Regions from separate parts of the Zea mays genome. Here region 2 is linked to region 1. A link is a contact called in public Hi-C data. All regions are on one chromosome and are shown on one strand. The core of a region is the stretch at or near the end of the contact, and the rest is flanking DNA. Distances in the headings are between cores, read along the strand shown. Region 1 holds the start of LOC100381466 (putative elongation factor 1-gamma 2). Region 2 has its middle 81 kb from the start of LOC100381466.

What was found. Hi-C and Micro-C count contacts between places; a contact is called where the count stands out from the background.
Region 2: a contact with region 1 is called in a Hi-C map of leaf, with 4 times the contacts expected there. The contact joins the enhancer-like site here to the promoter of LOC100381466 in region 1. A contact is called at or near these places in 4 of 25 Hi-C or Micro-C datasets (ear, endosperm and leaf).

What each region holds. Positions count from the first base shown.
Region 1 is chr5:158,476,514-158,484,165 of Zm-B73-REFERENCE-NAM-5.0, forward strand. It overlaps LOC100381466 (putative elongation factor 1-gamma 2), which reads right to left and starts at 4,865. Exons shown (of 8, transcript NM_001361431.1): 1 at 4,766-4,865; 2 at 4,623-4,665; 3 at 3,415-3,564; 4 at 3,283-3,343; 5 at 3,143-3,195; 6 at 2,945-3,046; 7 at 2,380-2,869; 8 at 1,387-1,958. The coding sequence starts at 4,631. The coding sequence ends at 1,579.
Region 2 is chr5:158,558,710-158,566,494 of Zm-B73-REFERENCE-NAM-5.0, forward strand. No RefSeq gene overlaps it. Among protein-coding and RNA genes, the nearest start is that of LOC100381466, 81 kb to the left of the region's middle. Within about 2 kb of position 4,157, at least 12 of the 20 cell types and tissues checked have an H3K27ac peak or open chromatin away from gene starts, as enhancers often do. A contact at or near this core is called in leaf, where this site is marked.

The DNA of each region.
Region 1 (7,652 bases), core at 3,615-6,114:
TTGCAACGCACGGGCACCCATCTATATGTATTTATGTCTACATCTATGACAGGAAACACATCTACTACATCTCTCTCCAAGCTCACTTGCTACCATTGCACAATGCATAGTAGTAGATAAGTATCACCGATATTCTTGAATTATATTTTTGGATGGAGATAATATTATTTAAAGAAGAGCTTTGCATGCTATTTCTTTTGTTTGAATAATGCATTATACTTAAATTCCCTTTTTGCATGTGTGAACTTTTTTCTTTTCCATGGATCAGACTTGTGAGTCATTTTCATAAACCAATGTCAAGCATGAATCCATGTTTCCTACTTCAAACCCCGAACAAACTCCATGAGCAGGAGGCATTCGCGTTGTCGTCGCTCATCGATGACGAGAAGAAGCTTGGAGACTGTCAGTTCGACCTCTAAAAGCAGTCTTACGTGGTCGCATGCGCCGCTGTGTACGACAAGCTCCCGTGAAGCCGCCGCTTGGACGCGGTCCAGAGCAGCTGCACCGCGCTGTCCATCGTTAAGCAGGGGGCCTCATGGTTGTCGCCAACGTCGACGACTCTCGGGTTGTTCTGGACACCGCATCCGACGACGACGCCATCACGCCGTCCAGCTCATCTTCCACCTGAAGCCCAACCTGCCACGTAAGTCGCTACTGACCGGACATGAATTCTTGTGCGCTGTGACGATGGACGTTGCTGACGTTGTGTGAGTGTCCTCGAACATGATGTATGTAGTGGAATAGCGCATTCGGTGGTGCAACGGCCAAGTGTACTACCTCGCTAATGAGCCCGGGGTGCACTTCGTTTGGCAGCCCAACCAAGAGTCATCGGTACTCGTCATGTCGCGTGCGTTCGACGACTACTATATCGAGGATTGTGGTGTCATCTTGGCGCCGGAGGTGACACAGAGGAGGATCGACAACAGTGACCAGTTCGTCATCCTCGCCACTGTCAGGGTAGCTTTTGTGCCGGCCTGCCTTTAATTCTCTTCGCAAACACATACACACTTATCTTTTTGTTTAAGCAAGAGCATATGGTGGTGCGTGTCTGATGACTAACGATGTACGAGGGAATTTTTTCGGCATGTGTGGAACGTGCTCGTGCTCTCCAATGATGAGACCATACAAATCGTGGCATATATCAAAGTCTGCATGATACTGATGGTTGCAATGTAGTGGTGAAATAACTAGATTAAAATAACAAAATTTATGTATGGCTAGGATCACAAATTGATTATAAAATATTTTCTCATAACAATATAACACATATTTTATATATAAGTTATCGTAGTATACTAGTATTATATATTCCCGTTGCAACGCACGAGCATCCAGCTAGTAAATATATAAATGGGACGTTTATGAGAAGGGTAAAGGATGGACATGTCACGATTCCAATGCGATAATCCATAATATTGCACGCGCCTAAAACCTTCCCCGATTCCCTTACCATGACCAAAAGTCTCAACACAGCACAGAAAATAACCCCAGATCAAAACTAACATTCATAGCTGTTTTAGAATTAGACCCAAAAACCTAAACAACTCTTTCCTGAGCAGCACTCCAAAGAGATGAGGCTCACTTGAAGCATTTTGCATCTAGCAAGGCCTCGCCCTCAAAAGGCTCCTGGTCCTCGATCATGGCATTGACCCGCTCCTTCTGGGCCTCATCAGAGAGGTCGACCTTGGTCCACTCATAGAGCTCCATGTCATAGACCTCATCCATGACAAACTTGGGGATTTCGGGGCCACGGAAGAGCCAGAGCCCCTTGACCTTGAAAGGGGGCTCAGAGCCAACCACAAGCATCTTGCCAAAGGCGTATTTGCGGCACAGATCCATCCGCTGCAGGAAGCCACCAACCTTGTTCATAGTCACAAACGACACTGTGTTCTCGTCATTGTACTTGTAGTCACAGAACCACAGGGAGTAGCCCTCTGGGTCATACATGTCCCAGAAACCTGAAAATACATGGGAGTTGAGTTCAGTTGACTTGTGCATAGCACTACTAACAGATCAAAAACAAAACTTTGAGAACCGCTTAATGGGGTGTTTAAATGCACTAGATTAAAACAAAAAGATATGCCGAACCCAGCTGTAACTTGTTCGGCTGCTAGTTGCAGCCGCAGCTTTCATCCATCCAACAGTTGTATATTCTCAGCAATACTCAAGCAGCAGCAGCTGGAACAGTGGCCTTGACTATCAGCCCAACAGGCCCAAATTGACCAGCTGTCTTATTTAACTTGAGGCACATGTTTGCTTAAAGTTACTCAATAGTTTATCTTTCTAATTAGTAATATCTTATGTAAGCATAATTATTGTTAAAACTATAAAAAAATCATTGTTAAAACTATGTAACCATAGTCATTGTTAAAAACATACCTTTAATAGCAACCTCACGGAAGTTGGTTTTCGTGTTAGAATACAGCCTCTTCCAATCGTCAAGAATCAACTTGCTCGGAGGAAGCAAATCAAGGGGATTCTTTGGCTTAGGCTTTGGAGCCTCCTCTTCCTCTGCTGGTTTCTCAGCTTCCTTAGGCTTCGGGGCCTCCTTTTTGGCTTCCTTAGGCTTCTGCTCTTTGGCCGGAGCAATCTTCTTTGGAAGAAGTGGCACAGCTTCTGCCTGCTTCACGTCACCAATGACCTTTTTGAAGTTTGGCTGGTTAACCATGGTCCAGAAGTACCTCTCAATATGAGGGAACTCTGAGGTAAAACTCTTAGTCAAGATACGGCTAAAGCCCATATAAAGATTGCATGTCAGCACAATATCCGCAAGTGTCACTGAATGCCCAACAAGGAATGTGTTTGATGCAAGATGGGTGTTCAGGGAACCGAATGCTCTCTTCAAAGCAGCAATGGCTGATTCTTCTGTCTGTTGAGCAAATGAGAATATGAGACTACAATCAAGCTATTGAGAAAGAAGTGCTACCCACATGGCAATACATACCACAGCAGCATAGGGATAAAACCCCATACGTGGGTACAACCACTTTCCAATGCTGGCATCAACCTCTGTCGCAGCAAAGTCCATCCACTGCTCAATATGGGCCTGAAACAAGCACAGGTTCAAACGGACAGAAACATCTAAGCAAAAAAATTCAAGAAATATAAAATTAATTTGAATGAAATATTGAACATTACTCACATAATCAATCAGTGAAGATCCGTAAAGTGGGTTGTTAGCCTTCAAGCGAGTAACTTCAGGGAGATGACAGAATTCGGTGCTCAATCAAATAAATGCAAACAAAAGACTAAACAAACCAATTGTTGCAACATTTAAATTACCATATCTTGCTATTGCATTGCTCTCAAAGACAGGACCATCAGGTGTCTCCAGGACAGGAACCTGCAAAGAAGCGCCCAAATTACATCCTAGACTATTTATCACCATCTTAACATATACAGAATTTTTTATACCTTCCCAATAGGGTTCATCTTGAGGAACTCTGGTGTTTTGTTGGAAACCCCCATTTGAAAGTCTTTTACCAACTCAACCTTGATGCCGCTGTAATCCGCGGCAATTAGTGTTTTGAATGCATTTTTGTTACTACTGCCAGCATGCAGTACCTACACAGTGCAGAAGGTTTGGTCAGATGGCTACATACCGACACATAACATATCACAATCTGAAACATATATATATCAGAAAAACTAATAATATAAGTTGCAGAATCAATCAGACAATCAGAAAAAATTAAAGAAAAAGAAAAAAAACAATCTTTGATCTAGCACAACTGAAGCCAGTAAACAATTGGTGTCAACTGATAACAGTGTGGAATCATATGAAGAAGACCACAACTACATACTGATGCCTATCTCTAGTACAAAAGTTAGGAAAATATAAAGTCAAATGGGCTTGAAAAGTTGAATATGCCTTTTGTGCTCAGTCAGAAGAGTCAGAACTAAACTCTATTCTGCTTATCAGCTCAGGGAAAAGTTGAGTGAGTTTTTTATTGTATTGGAAACAACAAACATGTAACATGTTAACACAAAATTATAAGCTCAGAGCAAGAATTATATCGTCTATGACTTGATGCTCGTCAGCTTGCAGCATATTAATATACAAACATGTTAAAAGAAAACTACTATGCAAATCAGCATCAGAGACTACCTAATGTTAAAAGCAATGAATGCCTGGCTAAAAGAGTGGCAAAGACCGACCATATGTTTAAATAAAACCACTATGGAAATCACCTGTGAAACAGGAGGCGTCTGCTACGTCACAACTTCATTCTAATTATACCATCTGATGATGGGAATAAATGGGAGGTGATACCATTTTCATAACTTCAGTAAGCATCTAAATGAATTCAATCTCTAACGAGTCAAAATGGGCCAAGATGTAACTAACAAACAGGTAAGGCAAACAAGATAAGGGTAATCAACTATATCCATCCATGGACAATAATTTAGCGACCAAATCTTATGTTAATGTGAGATATAACATATATCCACGATGTAGGCTGCACAGTAGTAATCCACAGAAACCCGCGAATGGAAATTACAATAAAATAACCACGCTAATACAAGCTACTTAAACGCCCCTAGCATTTCGAAAATCTAAGAGCAACATACTACTTAAATAGGTACTTAAATAACTAGTGCTAGTTAGAAAAAACACTTACAAGCGCCATATCGATGAAAAGCTAGCTTCACTCGATCTCAGATCTGCATAACAGCAACAGAAGAAGAAGAAAATAAAATCAGCGAAATCAAACACGAGTAGAACACTATAAATCAAGACAATAACACGAATTTCTCTCGCTACATTTTCACCGCTACCAGCACCGCGAGATCGGGCGAGTAGCGCGCAGCAGGGGGGAGAGCGGAGGCGGAGTAGCCAAAAACCCTAGCGTTGCCGACGAGCCGTCTTATGGAGGCGCAGCTCGCAATACTTGGACCTCGTGCCTAAGGTTGCGCGCACGCGATCTCAGCCGTTGGATGTGGTATCCGAAAAAACTGATTGAACGGCTCGCATTGGCCCGAGATTCTGAGTCGAGCAAGGCCCACCAGAGTAGAAGCCCAAATTTCACTCAGAGTTGGCCTACTAAAGCCTCGCTTTCGCTTGGCAAGGGGCTATCAGCGTCCATCCATGTGGACTCAATTGGGCCTTGCCGTTTGTGTGTTTTTTTTTGGTCCCATAGCCAGTACGCGAGTGAGTAGTCTATGGTCTGGGCTTATTAAATAATGGGCTGAAATGAAGAGAAAGCTCACGAAACAAAAAAAAAACAATATTCCGCTCGTTGATCGATCAGTCGCGGTTTCTCTGCCGCGCCTCGCGGCGCCTGGCTCTCTGCGCCGCAAGAAGGAAGCAAGCGGGAGTCGTGTGCTGCTCACCACGTGTTCTTGTGTCCCAAAGAAATGAAAAATGTGTTTATGGCCTGATGCTAAAGAAACATGAGGCACATGAAGAATGTCCTCCAGGCATGTACGATTAGCATCACTTTCTATTTTGAGAATACGCGAGAGGGCAGCGTATCTTTGTAATCAAATAGAAAATAGTACTCTCTTAATTTTTTTATTTTGTCGCGTTTTAGTTATAAAATAAACTAGCGAACTACAAATATTTAAAAACCGAGAAAATAGTTTAGCTAAAAAATGGCAACTACAACGCATATGCCCGGATCAAAGATCCAAACAGATACACTGGGACTGAAGTTATCAGGCCGCCCTAAGTACAGGCTGATGAGGACCCAGTCGAGCTTTAGTTGTATAGTTCGCAAGGTGCTAGGACCCGAGTGGTGTCAGGTGCACCTCAGCCTCTCACCTTTCTCTCTTAATCGATTGGCAGTGTGGCCCTTCCAAAAAAAATTTGAAAAGGGAAATCTTGACGACTGATACATTCGTGCTTGGTAATAGATTTTTTTTCACACTAAGGGCTAGTTTGGATGTCTAAAACCAGAGAGAATTAGAGGAGCTAAAATCTCTTGCTTATTTAAAATTGAATAAGGAGGAAATTTGAATAAATATTAAATTTTAGCGCCTCCAATCCACTCCGGTTTTGTGCCTTCCAAACTAGTCCTAAGAGCTAATTTGGTGGGAAGAGAATTGAAGAGGGTCAATGGGGTAGAAATTCCCTTGCTAATCAAGTTTCCCGTGGAGCCCCTCCAATTTTCCTTCCACCAAATCAGCCATAATATAGTTTCAAACATCATCTGATCTGTCATTCATGTCTAACATAATCTCGAAATCTTGTGAGATGGCATTTAGTCCCCAAACAAGTGGATGTGGCTCAATCCTCCATCCTGCCCCTAGCCAACCTTATCCACTAGCTCGAAGTTAGCGTATTCTTATTCTTCTATACTTTTCTTGTTTCTTTAATAGCGTACTATTGTTTTAGGCATTTGCTGCAGCCACTTAGGGCATGCTTTGGTGATCACATCCTCGTCTTATGATATTTGTTTAAGTGAAAGATTTGAAGCCCCAAATTAGATCATATCTTCAAAAATGGCAATTTTCATTCTAGCTTTTTTTGTTGTTGTATTTTACTATGTGTTTTGATATGTCATAAATCTTTTAAAGAAACTTATCATTTGACCGTCCTCATTATAAAGGGTGAAGAGGACCACGACGCACACAAAAACTATCATAGACTACCAACGCCCATAGCCAAAGGACTAAACCATCCTCGTTAGGTTGTCTTTAGCGAAGCTTGTATATGGTCGTAAAAAAACCATATGTTATATTGTCCGTAGAGTGAACTTTAATATAAAATGTATGACTGTTGAAGACGGTCTAAAACTATTGCTCTTTCCTATTTAATACAACCCTCAACACACAAATTCCACATTGAATTAGCCCTTCTCTTTCGGCACCGCTCTATCTAGTTGCCATTCCCACTAATTTGCGGCGGAGTCGAAATTGATAGGGATGAGAGAGAGATGCTCCCTCCCACGGTCCCACCCTAGCACCTGCTTCCAATAAACTACAGCCGGAAAAGGACATAAAAGACAAAGACGGAGCCGTGTCTCTTGCCGTGGCCATCCTGTTTTTGCCAGGTTATCAGCTGTTAGGATTTTGTTTTGGATCAGCGCCCACGTTAATATAAGAACTCGCATCTATTTTTCTGCTTTTGCTTTCCAAATCAAATTGTTGCGGAATGGCTCTCGAAGCACGATTTGGGAGGCAAACTATTGGCAGCGTATTCTCCGTCGTCGCCCGTTTCCAGGTCCAGGTGACGGTGTCCTCCACATCAGGCTGTGCAGCTGTACGCGTCCCGGATCTGAATCCATAGGGAAATAAAATTTCATAGAATTTGTTTTTTTTTTTTGTTTCTTCTTCTTCTTCCTTTTGCCATTCCTAACAGCTCACAGCATCCGCTTTCGGTCGTTAGGAATGGCCTCCTTCCTCCATTTGCCTTGTGTTTTTCTTTCTTTCCAAAGAAAGGATCTGCGGACCCTCTCGATTTCCTTCATATATGGCCGACAACACCCAAGTGGCCAACCAACTCTCGGTCGGGTGCAGCTTACTTGTAAAATCTGATGTTTTTGTGCTGATCGTATTTTGTAACTCCTTTCTGACAATTAATGGAAAGCCTTCGTCAGAGAGATCGATATACTACTCTTCCTATTATACTTAAGCGGTTACCTTAATTACATTGGGATCAAACTCAGCACCACTAATTAACCAGATCAATTCACTATGGACTGAATAAT
Region 2 (7,785 bases), core at 2,907-5,406, 81 kb after region 1:
CGGGCCCACACGTCAGCGAGAGCGGAGGGGGAAACGGCGCCACAGTTCGACGGCGCGGGCGAACCGGCCGCCCGCGGGGGAAGAAACCCGGCCGCCGGTGGCCCGGTTCTTGGACAACGGGGAGGTGCCTTAGCACGGGGAGGGGCTGGCGAACCTAGGGGTGGGCTCAATTTAGCTAGAGGGGGCCAGGAGGGGCTGTCCGCGGGGAGGTGGCGGAGCTCCGCGGCGGGGATCGCCGTCGGTTAGCTTCGGGCGAGGTATTGGGGCGGGGGAGTGGTGTTCTGAGTTCGTGGCAACGTGATGAAGCTGGTAGGCCAACTTAATCGCTCGCTGGACCAACAGAGAGGGAGGGAGAAGAGGGGGAAGGGCTCACCAGAGAGGGAGAAGACGGCGGCGCTTCGCGAATTGAGCTCGACCGAGGGGAGGAGGGTGGTGGCTGAGGCCGGTGCGGGGAAGGAGGTGCCCGGGGCGACCTTTTTATAGGTGCCCGAGGGGAGGGGAGCGGCGGAGCTCGGCGGGCACCGGTGAGGTGCACAGCGCCGGCATTAATGCCGCACAGCGGCGACGATGAGACCTCACGGCGGGGGCGGTACCGGGCAAGGACGCGGTCAAGCGGCGAGGACGGGGCGGTGGCGAACTCTCCTATGCGGCGAGGGGATGGGCGAGGGGACGACGATGGAGGGGACGACGGAGCGTCGTACGAGAGGAAGACGACGAAGCGGCTGACCGGTGGGGCCGGTCTGCCAGCGAGATGGAGCGTGCGAGAGGGAGCAGCTGGCAGGTGGGGCTGGCTTGTCAGTGAGAGAGAGAGAGAGAGAGAGAGAGAGAGAGAGAGAGAGAGAGAGAGGGAGAGGGGAGCGCGGAGCGGCTGCGCGCGCGGGAGCGGGCCGGCTATTGGGCCATAAGGGGGGAAGTGCGGGCGCGAGGGGGAGGGGAGGCGGTCGCGGCATGGGCCGGATTCGGCCCAGCAGGGGGGAAGGGGGTTTTCTCTTTTTCTTTTTATTTTCTAATTCCCATTTCCATTTTTGTTTCTTTTTCTTTTTGCACAATTTATTTAGTAGATAATCTAGGTGCTGGAAAATAAAATCTAAGTGAGGTGTTCATATTCAAACCAAGTGTATGCATATGATGGGAAGAATCTAAGGGAGTTTTGGGATGGATAATAAGAAGGGGGGGTTAGATTAGGGTTTCAAACCTGGGTTAGAATTTGGGATGTTACACTTAGAAACTTTGACTATGGTGATATTTGGAATTAAACTCATGGTGGAAAGCCGAGACATAGAGCCAAAATTAATATGACACAAACGAGAATGCCAAATACTTGCAAGATCATCAACATTAGCGCAAATATGGTTCACAGACTTATTATTGAAATCTAACAGAGAAAAGAGGAACAAGCCCCCGCAATCATAGCCTTTACCAATAAATTGTCTAGACTTAGACACAACTATTTTATTGGACTCCAAAACTACCTTAAACCCATCTCTACATAGAAGGGTTCCGCTAACGAGATTCTTGTGTATAGAAGGGACATGTTGCACGTTCTTTAGCTGCACGATATTTCCCGAAGTAAACTTCAGATCCACCGTGCCAATGCCATGAACAGAACCATGTGACCCATTCCCCATTAGGACGGAGGAATCTCGGGCACCCTGATAAGAAGAGAACAAATTAATGTTAGAACACACATGAACATTAACACCAATATCAAGCCACCAACTAGGTGATTGAAATATTGAGAAGATGAAAGGTAGATTACCATACCCTTTGTCTCCCTCATTGCTAGCGATCACTGTGTTGACATTGCCCTTTTTGCCATGGTGATCCGCTCGATCAGGATAGTCCTTGGCAAAATGACCCGTCTCACCACATGCGAAACATGTCAGTTCAGCCTTGTTCTTCTTCTTCTTGAAGTTGGTAGTTTTGTTGGGCTTGTTAGATTTTGTCTTCCCTTTGCCCTTGTTGTGGTTGTTCTGAACCATGTTGTCGCTGGAGTGGCCCTCGCCTCCTTTAGATCCCGTGTCCTTAGCCCGAGCTTTCTCCTCAACATCCAGAGACGCTATCGGATTTTCAACTGATATCTCATGTCTCTTATGTTTTAGAGATGTGGCGAAGTTCCTCCATGTAGAAGGCAACTTTGTAATAATGCATTCAGCCACAAATCGGTCAGGAAGGACAATCTTAAGGTGGTCGAGCTCCTTGGCTATACACTGTATTTCATGAGCTTGCTCTACAATAGAGCGATTATCAGCCATGTTATAATCATGAAAGCTCTCCATGATATATAGCTCACTGCCAGCATCTGATGCACCATACTTAATAGTAAGTGCATCCCACAACTCTTTCCCGTCTGTGTGCTGTGTATTCGCATCAACCACACGGTCAATAAGGACGCAAAGAACTGCTCCCGTAAAGATAGTATTAGCATGGTCGTACTTTTTCTCCTCTTCAGGAGTTAGTTCGCCCTCAGGGTTGCCTTTACTAACATGGAACACATTCATAGCAGTAAGCCAGAGTGTGGCCTTGACTTGCCACCTCTTAATGCATACCAGTGAATTTTTCTGGCTTCAGCGCGTCGGCAAAAGCAACCATAGTTAAACTAGGAAATTGTCTACAGTAAGGTTTTTGGATTGTTGAATTATTAGACATTTTCTAGATTAAATTCCGAATATAAATCATGACCGTCAAATCATGCATATGACACATACTAATTAGACATACTGGTAGACGACGCGGGCCGGAAGCAGCAGGGTCGATGACGTTGAAGCAGCGGGGCCGCTGACGTCGAAGCAGCAAGGCCGATGACGTCGAAGCAGCAGGGTCGACGACAAGATCGCGAGCAGTCGTGTGAGGACGCTTTCCAAAAACCTTATTCGTCCTCTCCCGGTGCAGGATCTCGAAGGGAAAGGGTTCCGGAGACCTGCTCTCTCGAACACAAATGCACATCAGCGGCCGGGATGAAGAGAACTACGATTGTGGCGCAGTTGTGAGCAGAGGTGAAAACCTAACTTGTGTTGGGGATGGATTTGACGCTGGCTAACAGGCGCCTTATATAGGGCCGAGTCCGTGAACCGATAACGATCCGCGATCCGATCTGCACGTTATCCACGAACCGATAGACTCGCGTTCCGGTAACGGCTCAGATCTTTATCGCGATCGGTTAGGGCTCTAAACTTAACAGCCAATCAACCAAAAAATAAAAAAGGCAAAAGGAAGCCGCGCCCCCACAAGGCGAGGGGCCGGATTTCGGCGGACCATTCACACGTATATCATGCGCCCGGACCCTTCGGCTCGGCCAGACGAGCGCGCATGTGGTTCTCCACACTCTCTCCTCTCATCCATGACTTGGTGATTGAGTGTAGCCTCTATATTTAAACTATTTTCACTAAACTTGGACTAGCAATATGGTACTAATTGTTTCACCATTCCCTAGCCATACACATACACATACATAGACTTTTGAGATTTTTCTAGAATTTAATTTAATTTATCAATTGGGCCTAACCCATAAATCCAACACATCCATATTTGGCGTGCATGCACCATGGATCCCTCTACACACCTAGCTACTACTTCTTCCAGAGGCCAGATCTCACAGCAGGCCGGCGGTACATAGTTCTCGACATCGATGCGCTTGAAATCAAATCGCCAGCTCTCCACTCAACGTACACGTACATGTTGCCCTGAAGATCTCTGATCGTATATTTGGGGGCATTCATTGCCGGCGAGAACCGGTCGATCGGGCAGGCTTGTGAACTTGTGCACTCTCTTTTGTATGTATGTATGCCATGTACTGCTGTGACGATGCTCTCCCTCTCCCCATGTACATGCAATTCATCTGACCGCGAGAGCATGGCGCAGCACGCACGTACGTACGTACAGAGGGCATCGTCGTCGTCAGTGGGCACGGCGGCGGCCTGCTTGCTGCCCGCGGCCTGCCTGCCTGCCTGCTCCTTTTGCACAAAAAAATGCGCACAATTAGCTAAGCTATAGCCTGCTTTTGTCGTCCCCGCTGCCGCGCTTGTCTCCAACGGGGATCACGAGAGTGTGTGTGGAGGAACAAGTTGCCCAGATCTTGGCCGCACGCCCATGGAAGGGCGCGTGGGCGCTTGTCATGTGGGAAGAGCCGTCGCTTTTATCGTTTAAGCAGTTTCTGCTTGTCTCCTGCCCAGTCGTCGTAGCAATAAGAGAGGGAGGGAGGGAGCTCAGCTGGCTCTGGTGGATAGATGGATCATGTGTGATCGTGAGATTAACGAACAAGAGACAGGCGCGGTATGTATGGCCATTTTCTTGCATGCTTTATTTGCTAGGAGATGCTGCCATGTCGTTGTAGCTAATTCTAGGTTTGCCCTCTTTCAGTGTTGAAAGGGCAACGCGAGCTACTACTGGCTCAACGGTCCGAGGGATGGATGTAGCTAGATTGGTCGTTAGCAAATGTACTCTGTCTTCTTCCAAATTCATGGCAAGGTTTTGGCACATAGTATATATATATATATATATATATATATATATATATATATATATATATATATATATATATATATATATATATATATATATATATATATATATATATATATATATATATATATATATATATATATATATATAGTTGGGCATAAGAATTAGTCAAATCATTTGTGTGTTTAATAAGATCTCTCAACTGCTTGTAATTAATCTAATTACTGCAGCATTAATTTGGGGTCGTTGCTGTTTTGTGCTGGTGCAGGCGGTTAGCCTGATCAGGTTAAATCTAACTATCACAAACTCACAATTAATATACTTTGCCAAGGGAGATCCTGTGGTTTAATTTTCTGTGAAGTTTAATAATATCTCATCACGTTGCCTGCAACTTTATTTTCAATGCTGATTTGTCTCTATATTCTGAGGGAGAGAGATAGACATGAGGACTGCTTGGCTTATAGCCAGACGATTATTTTGCCTTGCCAAAGATTTAATGGCAAGCGAAATTTAGGCTAAAAAAGCTGACATAAATTTGATAAAATAGATATGAGAGAGAGATTAGTAATAACTTCTGGTACCAAACCAAATGGCAGCTAATTAAAATTACGGTTTGCCTATAGCTTGGCATAATTTGGAAGCCTATCCTGCTACTGAAATCACTCTCTAGCTAGCTTGTTGCTCCAGCTTTTGTTTAACAGACATGCCATTATTATACACTACAGTATGGGAACGTGCGTGGACCTTATTGCATGTGAGAGTTGGTCCGATCTAGCCCTAGATCGGCCATTGCATGCATGTCATGGGGCTGGTGACCTACTAAACGTACAATGATTGCTCATACACTAGCTATTTTGTCCACCAACGACGTGCAATAATTCATAAAATACTTTCTTTTCATTAAAGTGAGTTTAAAATACCTATATGTGGGAACTTCTATGTTCTCATCACTATATAGTAGTAAGGCTATATAATGTGTCAACTCGGCTTGAATGAATAATTATTCTATGTCGTTAAGATAATGAGACAGTTTGGCTCAACTTGTTATCTTAATAAGTAAAAGACCATCTCGAGGTCGACCTATATATAAATCGTTTAATTTACAAGCAAGATATAAAAAACGCAAAGCATATTTTTTATTTATGTAAAACTCAGGATCAATAATAATAATCATATAAAAGTACAATAAATATTAAATTGAAAAAAGAAAACAATATGTGCTGATATATTACTGACATTGTCTAGACCGGCTGGTCAGCGTAATGGTGGAGCACAAGCGCGCGCTAGGTCCTAAATGAGAGAACTTTCTACCTTAAATGCATTGCTAGCACTACCGGAATCGACGGCTTTGCCGAGTGCCTGAAACACTCGGCAAAGCCTTAAAAACACTCGGCAAAGAGGGCTCGGCACACGTGCATCGGTAAAGCCTTCTTTGCCGAGTACTTTCACTAGTACACAGAAGTTCTATAGTGGCGGTTCTAAACCTATTTACACTGGCGTTTTTCAGTACCGCCAGTGCTAGGGGCCAGTGGAAATCAGCATTTCCACTGGCGGTTATTTTGGAACCGCCAGTGAAAAGTGCATTTTCACTGGCGGTTTTCTTAAGGAAACCGCCAGTGAAAAGTGCATTTTCACTGGCGGTTTTCTTAAGGAAACCGCCAGTGAAAAGCGCATTTCCACTGGCGGCTGAATAAAGAAAACCGCCAGTGAAAAGTGCATTTTCACTGGCGGTTTTATAAAGCAAACCGCCAGTGGAAATGCACTTTTCACTGGCGGTTTTCTTTATTTAGCCGCCAGTGGAAGTTTTCCCGCCTTTTTTCAAAATTTCAAACAATACTGAATTATATATATATTTATTTACACACACACAAACATATATATATATATATAGATCTATATTGATATTAAATTCTATCATACATTTATATACATCAAAGTATTCTGTTTACAACCATATATGCTTCATGCATTCTATACATCATAAGTTTTCACCTAAGCTCTAATAACTATCTCGGCTAAGAGATAATCTACTAATTTCTGTTAGTATTCTAAACTCTGGCAAAGCTAATGTTCCGGAAGCATCGTGATATTTTCCTTCTGCGGGAATGACCTCTTTCAATATGAATGTGCAGAGGTCCTCGACTATGCCATACAATGCAGCTTCGGTCAAGTTCTCCGGGTTTCCTCGTTGAAATTGCTGTAAAGGAATTTTATAAACATCATCTATTTATACTCAATAATAACACATTTGCATCTTTAATGACATAAATACATACTTGACTATTACTAATAATACCTTGTCAGGGTTCGTGATGTATCGTCCGTTCACTCTCATGAACTCGCACGCATAGAATCCACATAGGACCGATCCTTGTGGTTGCTTGTGGCACTACATAACGGGAGATTGGTTATTTAGTTGCAACATTGTGTATGATATGTATTCATAAAATCACATACTTACCGGCCAGTGATGATGGATGTCTAGTGGCACGCGTTGTTTCGACAGGTCGTACTTTCCACCTCTCATCTTATAGAATCTAAAAGCTCTGTGATCTCAAATAGAATCACCATGTTATTCTCAAATTTTAATCGATAAAAGTATGCATGCATAGAAAAGGCTTACAGCTCTAAGATGCTGAGGAATTCTGCATATGTCGAAGGGTCGAAGTTCAAGGAGTCGAGCACCAGCACCTTTCCAACCTTAGGATAAATGAGGAAGCATATCCAGTGGTCCCTGTACGAATCAAATTTGTGATGCATGTGTATTGAAATTATTAATTTTATTTATGCAAAATCACACTTACTTAAAGTTGTACGGGGCCATTATGGCTTCCCTGTCTTGAAATTGAAGCATTGCATGTCCTATGTAGGTGGCGTATCGAGCTTCAAAATCCTTCTTCATATCCTTTATACGCTTCTCAACTTCTTCGTCCGTCTTTCCCCGTATTTCATCGTTGTCTTTCCCAATTCTAAAAGTGTGGCTTTCCTCGGATATAAGTATTGGGTTGAGATACCCAACCCTTTTACTGGCACTAGCATTGGGCTTGGTACCGTAAAGAATCTCCTGCTGATCATGTTGCATTCTGCAAGTCACACGTGCATGTCAGATATTGAAATTTTATACAGCTCACTAATAATAACACACATATGTGGAAGTATGAGCCACACTTACAATGCAAACATCGTTACAAGTTGCACGTCGAGTCTCTGAAGGTTCATCATTAACCACATGTCCTCGAATGTAACAACGACCTTTTGGTCCGAACCAATAAAAGCATGGTCTGGTATATGCACACTGATGGTGTCGATGCCAACCGATGATGC